Regions from separate parts of the Arachis hypogaea genome. Here region 2 is linked to region 1. A link is a contact called in public Hi-C data. All regions are on one chromosome and are shown on one strand. The core of a region is the stretch at or near the end of the contact, and the rest is flanking DNA. Distances in the headings are between cores, read along the strand shown.

Region 1 (4,150 bases), core at 602-3,101:
GATAGTATCTCAGATATTCCTGTCACGACGTGGATTCCCCAACCAGAAACTAACTTCAAGTAATCAAATAGAAGACACAGAAAAGTAACAAGCCTGTCAAGCCACCTATCATAAGCCACTGTATTTGGATACATACGTTTTACTAATGATGACCAAAACCATTCGAACCAAATTCTCGTGTAATCGAGTAACCTACTCTATCTCAGGAGGTTGTTGAATGTTTTATAGGTTGCACATAGCATATCATAATACTAACACACAATTTTAATACACTCTCCAAAGAAATATCAGGTAACTACTTTCTGCAATTCTAGTATGCTACTCAATTATAAAGTGGAATACAGAAACAGCATTTTCTCTTTATCCGAGTTAAAACAATAAACAAATACTCAACAACATTAAACTCAACATGTCTATAACAGTCCAATCACATTGAAGTCAAAATGCTATATTTTTCAGAATACGGAACTCGGTAAGTTTAAAATATATGATCGTCAATTCATCGTATTAAACAGATACAAATCCATATCAGCTATTGTAAAAATAAATAGAAACTACTGATGTCCACACAAACTCACCCAAATGACCAAACACCTTCACCATTCTATACAATATGTACACACAATTCTCAAGGAGCTAGAACCAGTAAAGGAGAATCAACAATAACACAATCGAAAGGCGACAATCAAACAAAAAATAAATAAAATAACAAAAAAAAAAGATTAAAAAAGCAATCACATAAATTAGAGAGAGAGGAAAGACAGTAGTTAAAAAATAACCATATATAACCACCTCCAGGTCCGAAAAGCCACAAACCTCGCCGAATTTAGCTCACGCCAGCACAAACTCGAAAAATTCTAAACTACACTCAATTTCAATTTCACCATTTTCCCTTTCAAGGCTTGCGCTTATTCAACTATAAGCGCAATCAAATTCACAAAACCCACACGCAAATTAATCTCACTCCGACAAAAACTGTAACTAGAAGATTCCATTAAATCTCAGATTAAATCACAAAACCTAGCTGAACTAAGCCTCGCTCACAAATTCGAAAATTGCACAAAATCTTTTTCTTTTTCGCACTCATTCAACTAAACGCAATTAAAAAACAAAAACCTATTCGAATCTAGCACAATCCAGCAGCACAAACTCCAAGTGATTCTACCAAACTTCAATTCTAATCTTTTTTTCTCTTCAAACTCAGTACCGCAATCACCGAAACCACTACTAAAACCACTTTAATTGCATTGCAGTTTCGAAAAAAGCTAAAATAAAATCAGCTAAAGTCAGAAAAATCAGAGAGAGAGAGAGAGAGAGCTGACTCGGCGAGGTCGCCGAGCTGGCGGAGGAGACCGACGAGGCCGCCCATGGCGACGGCCTCAAGGAGAGCTTCCGGATCGTCCCGAACGTCGGCGGCGCGGTACAGCTCGGGATCCGCGAGGCCGTACTCGTTCCGAATGTGGTACTTGGAGAGCGGCATTTTCTTCTTCTTCTAGAACTCTCCCGCAATTTTGCTGCGGCAGCTAGAAAAGCTTAGGTATTCAATGACAGTGATTGTTGCAGTGGTGGCGGTGCTAGTTCGATGTTGTCGGTTGCTCCGGCGACTCTGTTTCTGCTTCTGCTTCTGCGTTCCACCATGGATGAGAGAGAACGAAGAAACGAAGAAGAGGAAAGGAGAGAGATTTGGATTTATATAATAATAATAATAATAATAATAATAAATTATTGTTTTGGGAAGTGAAATGAAACGAAATAAAAGAAGGATAAAAGGTGGAGGTGGGTGCGGGTGTGACAGACGTGAAGAGACTCAAGGATGCTAATACTGCCAAGTGCCAACACCAACTCTGACCTCACACCCCAACAGGCCAACACTAAATAAATAGTTTTTTTTTTTTTTTCCAATAAATTCATGCAACATACAGTATAAAAAATGTGAATTCTATCCGATCCTCTTTATAAAAGATGAATTCTATTCTATCTTTTCTAAAATAACATGTAACTTATTTTTTTATTATGTGTTAATTTTTAATTAGAATTATTTTAATAACATATAACTCTCTCTTTTTGTAATGGCTTTCACTTTTCCTCATTTCTTCATCATTGTCGCATCTCCAAAACATCACCGTTTTGTCGGATGTCCTGTTTACTCTGTCATGTCTTACCGTCCTCCAAATCATCACCGTCGCCGTCGACACAAGCGTCGCTGTCCTCGCGATCTCCTTACCTCTCACACTGTTTCTGTATTTTCTCAACCCTTAACGAAAATTTTATTTTATGCCCATCGTTCTGATGACTATGATCGATGCTACAATCCAATTATATATAATGACTCATGAATATTTATCATTCAACTATCATAGAGCATCATTATAAAATACTAAAATTGCAAGACTAAAGTGTAGGCTTTTTTTTTAAAACCAATATAAAATTCCTTGATTCTATCGTATAGAATTGAAACACTTTGATATTAAAGTAATGATACACAATTTTGAAGAAGTAAAATTGGAACAATAATAGTGTTAATATTGTCTTCTAGCGCGAGGACATCGGCGTTGTTTGTGTCGACAGCGACGATGATGCTTTAGAAGACGGTGACAGCATGATAGAGAGAACAGGACACCCTATAAAGCAGTGATACTTGGGAGACGCGACGACGATGAAACAATGAGGAGGAGTGAAAGCCATTAGAGAGAGAGTTATCGATTAAAATAACTTTCAATTAGAAATTAACATATAATAAAGGGTAAGTTACATGTTATTTTAGGGAGGGTTGTGTAAAATTCACCTGTAAAAAATGGTATTTAAATTGATATTATAAAAAAGTTTAATTATTATGTGGATCTCTATAGTTTTATTAAATTTTTAATTAGGTCTTTATATTGTTTTCTTTGAATTTCTATACCATATCAGATTTTGTAATTAAGTCCTTACCATGGCAAAAATGTTAGAATTAATGGAATATTCCGTTAAACAAGACGAATATGCCTAACACTTGACTGAATATTCTGTATAGTTTAACAGAATATTCCGTTAATTCTAATATTTTTATTACGGTAGGGACTTAGGAACAAAATTTGATATAGTATAGGAACCCAATTGAAAAGAGAAAAAGTATAAAGACCTAATTGAAAATTTGATGAAATTATAGGGACCGACAGAGTAATTAAACCTTATAAAAACAACAAAGCTACACAACTAAAGGCCAATGAGGAATAAATCCCATAATGGTCCCTGAGATTTATAGAATTATCCAATTTAGTCCTCAAAATTCTAATTTCACTATAGTGATCCTGCATATTGAGTTTCGAGCACCATAATAATCCCTAAACTCATTTCCAGTGATGACTCAACTGTTTAATGCTGATGTGACTATTCTTGACCCCACACTTTACACCTTTGCCTCCCTTTTCTCAGTTTCGTCCCTTTCCACCACACTCTTCTTCGGGCTCTTATTGCCATCCCTCTCCACTCTCCTCTCATCATCAACTCTTTTTCTCTCCCTTTTCCACCTTCCGCCACCTCTCCTACATCCTTTCATCCCTCCCCTCTCTCACACCTCAATGCCGAACTATGAAGTAATTTTTTTTTTTCCAGGATCTGGACATGCTTGAACGGGTCTTAATCACTAAAGGGACATGCTTGAACGGACCTTAATCACTAAAAAATAAGTGCACATATTAAAAAGAGATCCATATGCCTTCATGCAAATAAAATTTGAGAGAATGTTAAAAAAATAACTTATTTTGGTGTGGGCCCCGATTAGGGGATTTCAAAGGAAAAGAAAAGGGGTTAAGAACACTATTGAAGATGGCGGTGTAACATAAAACAGTAGCGTCAAAGGAGGTGGAAAGAAAAATGAAGCGGAAAATGATAAGGTGATCTTGCTTGAGGCCTCATTGGATGATGGAGGTGTGGGTTTAGTAGAGGTATGAATGGTCTTGCAGACTTTGAAAAGGGTGGTAATGGAGGTAGTTGAACACAGCGAAAAAGGGTGTTGAAATATTGAATTCATTAGAAAGAGCTGCTTTTGCTCTCTGTGATTTCTCTCCTTAAGTCATTCATTTTGGTACATTCTTCATAAATCTACTCACACAAAAAATTAACATTGTCTAAAAATTATCAAAAAAAGAATTAAAAAAAGAATAAGAAA
Region 2 (4,150 bases), core at 779-3,278, 37 kb after region 1:
CCATCAATGAAAGATAGACCCAAAATAATAATGTCAAAAAATATAATTGAATTAGGAAAAGTTTAGGGGCCAGCAATTTTATTGCATTTTGGCCAGCATGTAACCAGCAGAGAAAGGTGAGCCATTGGATGAAATCTCACACCAATCTCACACCATCAAATTATCATTAATAACTAGTTGATGGCTACTAATCACAAATGTTGCTAGCCCCCTAACATTGCTCATTGAATTATATATCTAACTCTTGATAAAGAAGACATGTTACATCTTATTAAACTATATGGTACCTTGTTTACCAACCATCCAAAATACTGGTTTTTAATAATGACTGCACACGTTAACACTGCTTGATATTGCGGCTGAAAATTTTCTTCATCACAACATACATATGCATTATTAATTAGTGCCACATGCTATTTTCAACAAAAAAATTCGTACAAAATAAAATATCATTGCCTTTTAAAAAAAAATATCCTTATTATATGAATGAACACTTGAATTTACAATATCGAACACAAAAGTTGATTGTAATAAAATTAAAATTCACTAAAGTGAGTATGCTAATACATTTGATATATTAGAAGTAATCAATTAAAGCTTCTTGCAACCATGGTCGCTGTCAATAGTCAAATTGAATACATGGATAATAAATTATTAAATACTGAATAATTATTGCTAATAATTATAAAATAGAGATAAATACTATATACATTGGTATTCGAAAGATTTTGTTGTTGACAAAATGATATTTGACCTTTATTATTAACAAAATAACACTCGAAATATTTTAAAATTTAACAGAAACATCCAAACATAAAAGCATGACGTCACATTGAACGAAAAATACTAATCTAACAATCGAAAGAACTTCAGTAATAATGACAGAAAGCTCTGATGATGTTTCTGACAAGGAGAACTTGCCGCTATGACAATGGCGTTATCGAGAGAGAAACAAAAGAAAGAAGAAGAAGAGAAGAAGATCGAGTTCACTCTCTCTCCTCATGTTATGTTCATTGCGTTGAAGGCGGCAGCTCTAACTGACTTCAGAGGCGGTAATAGTGCACAACAGCAATGACGGGACAGCTCCCTCCTTCCTCTTTTCCGTCGTGCCCATGTCCTCTTACAATTTGTGTCTCTCTCTACTCTTCGAGCTTACTTCCCCTGCAACCGTGATAAAGATGGTGACGGCGAGCAGCAATCCTCCCTCCGTTGGCGCCCTCTTCTTCCCGCTTCTCTCCTTTTTCTTCTTCTCTTTTTTGTTTCTCTCTGGATCTTTTCTTCTTCTTCAAGCTAGAGAGAAAAAGAGAAAGATAAACGAGAGGTATGTAGGATGCGAGACCGAGAGAGAACTAGATAAGAAAACATCATTGTCGCAGCTGCAAGCTTTCCTCCTTGTCAGAAATGCCATTGGAACTTTCTGTCGCCATCACTGAAACTCTTCCGATTATCAGATCAGCAGCTTCCGTTCAATGTGACGTCATGTTTTTACGTTTGGGTGTTTTTGTCAAATTTTAAAATATTTTAGGAGTTATTTTGTCAATAACAAAGATTATATACTATTTTATCAACGTTAAAATATTTTAAGTACCGATTTCGTATTTACATCTTATAAAACATGTGAAAGTGAAGTATTGTAATTCAATTTATTCTTTTGTTAAAAAAAAAAAAAACCCTCAAATCCTAAACTCTCTGCAACCTTCTTGAACGTGAAAATTTTGCTTGGGACGTTAAAGTCAAGTACTAGCCTATGAGTTCAATAGCGTAAAATTTTTTCTTTTTTAATATAGTTTATTTATTTTTCTATGATATGGTATTCTTTAATGCATGATACTAAGCAAAATCATCAATTTGGAAACTTTACTTTTGCATAATCAAAAATTCAAAAAGAACATTAAAATCCTGTTCTGGTCAAAGGATTTTGCTTTCCTCTCTTGTCTTTTCTTTTTTTTTTTCTTTTTGGTACATGGTTTTAGATATTGAGAAGTAATATTACCTAAAAGCCCATATTTTTCAGTCTCAGTTACTGTTTCTTATAGGCCTAACCTAACTCACTGCATTAAACGATGTTGTGACTTGTGTCGGAAAAAAATAGTGTTGCGATTCATTTAAAAAAAAAACAGATTTTGTGATTTGGGCGTAGTACAGTCTTTTTATCCAAAATTAAATATTATGGGCCAAATAAATATTGTAACTTTGCTTATAAAAAATTTTGGGCCAAAGATACATCTTAGACCCAAATAAATATTTTTTACCAGTTAACGTCAAAAGTTATTTTTTAAAAAACTATTTTTCAATTTGACCGAAAAAAAATGAAATGAATTTCCTATTGTGACAAAAGATAAATTCCCCATGCACCTTTCTTTTCTTTTTTTCATCTTTTGTGTTTTTTAAAATATGAAGTGTTGGGTATATGAAGATGATTTCAATGCACAATTAAAAAGTTATTGCAGGAGCATAAAGTCTGCTTCCATAGAGGGCAGTCTTTCTTCGAGAACCGCCACCACCATTTAAATAGTAAGGCTGTATTCTGAACCACCGCATCACCCACCCCCAATCCTCCTAACTTCTTTGGTGACTGAATCAGCTCCCACTTCATAAGGGCCATATCAAGTCGACCATCATCCTTTCCCTAAAAGAACCTCCCCTGCAAGGATATTATTCTTCGTGCAACCGCATTAGGCATATTGTACAAACTCAGGTAATAAATAGGTAGGCTGTTAATTACCGACTTAATAAGTACCAGCTTACTAGCCTTACTAAGGATCTTTGCTTTCCACAAGCTGAGTTTCTCTTCCACCTTATCTAGGACCGGCTTCCAAGTTTTTACCAACCGCGGATTTGCTCCTAGGCTTATGCCAAGGTATCTCACCGGTAGAGCTGTCTCTTGACAACCTAGTAGCTGGCACATCCGATTCACCCACTCCGAGCTGCAGTTCACTGGTATCAAATTAGACTTCTCAAAGTTAATGTTCAAGGCAGACATCATTTCAAAACACCTTAGAAGCCTCTTATAGTTTCTCAGTGTTTCCTCCTTCGGTGGACAAAACAATATAGTGTCATCAGCAAATTGTAAGTGTGATAACTCTATATTGTTCCTAGCGACTAAGAGTGGAGATATCCGACTATTCCTAACTGCTTTCCCGATCATCCTGTTGAGCACATCCACCACTAGGACTTATGTAATTTTTGTAATACTTAAAAAGAGAGCTAAAATTATGGTAATATTTTTTTATTATTTAAAAATATTTTAAATTAAAAAAAGATGAATTTAATAAAAAATATTATTAAAATTGTACAATTATAATACGATCAATAAATTGTTATATCAATTTGAACTTCTAATATTTATTTAAATAGATGAATGAGTTAATAATTAAATTAATTTAATATTTATTAAATTACAGCAAAATTACACTCAAAAGTCATATGTAGCAAGAACAATATTTGACCATTTCTCATATCATATATATTTACAAGTTCTTTAATATAATGGGATAGGATAAGATAGAACCATAAGGAATAATGTGTAGCATTGTCGTTTGGAGGCAAGGCATTAGAAGTTTCATAATTTGATTATTTTTTAAAAAAGCCAAAGGTCCGTACCTCATGTGAGACACACTACTGCATTTGGTTGGATTACTTGGTTAGCACGGAGACATTGTCGAGGTAAGCATCAAAGTGGTCCTTGAAGTTATCCTCGAGACTTAAAGTAATCTCTGAACTTAAAAATTTGTCTAGATCGTCCCTGAAGTTGATCTCCGGTACTTATAGTGGTCCTTCCGGTGAATCTCGTCTAGCTGACGCAACCGTAAAGCTGACTTGGCGTCGTTGGTGACACGTTAGCAGCCCAAAACGACGTCGTTTGTGGGGTGGCGCCAAAAAGACATAAAACGACGTCGTTTTATGCCAAAAAAAACCCCTCCCTCAACGTTACACTAACATATCGTCTCCCACACTCAAACACACAAACACAACACAAAACAGAACTCTCTTCTTCTCTGTTACCATCTTCACTGGCGCCAGTGCTATTGCAGTCACTGGAGCGTATTTCGGTGGAGAACCTAAGCTCCAGAGGATCGCCTTCATCATCTGCATCAGACAGAGAGTTGTGAAGACGGATTTTTCTGATACAGGTACGCAAAAAAAGATA

The links. Hi-C and Micro-C count contacts between places; a contact is called where the count stands out from the background.
Region 2: a Hi-C map of an unstated tissue shows a contact between it and region 1, with 2.2 times the contacts expected there. The contact joins the enhancer-like site here to the promoter of LOC112728106 in region 1. A contact is called at or near these places in 2 of 8 Hi-C or Micro-C datasets (leaf and an unstated tissue).

What each region holds. Positions count from the first base shown.
Region 1 is chr12:107,087,228-107,091,377 of arahy.Tifrunner.gnm2.J5K5, forward strand. LOC112728106 (protein SCAR2) reads right to left here and starts at 1,852. Exons shown (of 9, transcript XM_025778095.3): 1 at 1,323-1,852. The coding sequence starts at 1,480.
Region 2 is chr12:107,123,708-107,127,857 of arahy.Tifrunner.gnm2.J5K5, forward strand. No RefSeq gene overlaps it. Among protein-coding and RNA genes, the nearest start is that of LOC112730465, 20 kb to the left of the region's middle. Within about 2 kb of position 2,029, at least 2 of the 3 cell types and tissues checked have open chromatin away from gene starts, as enhancers often do.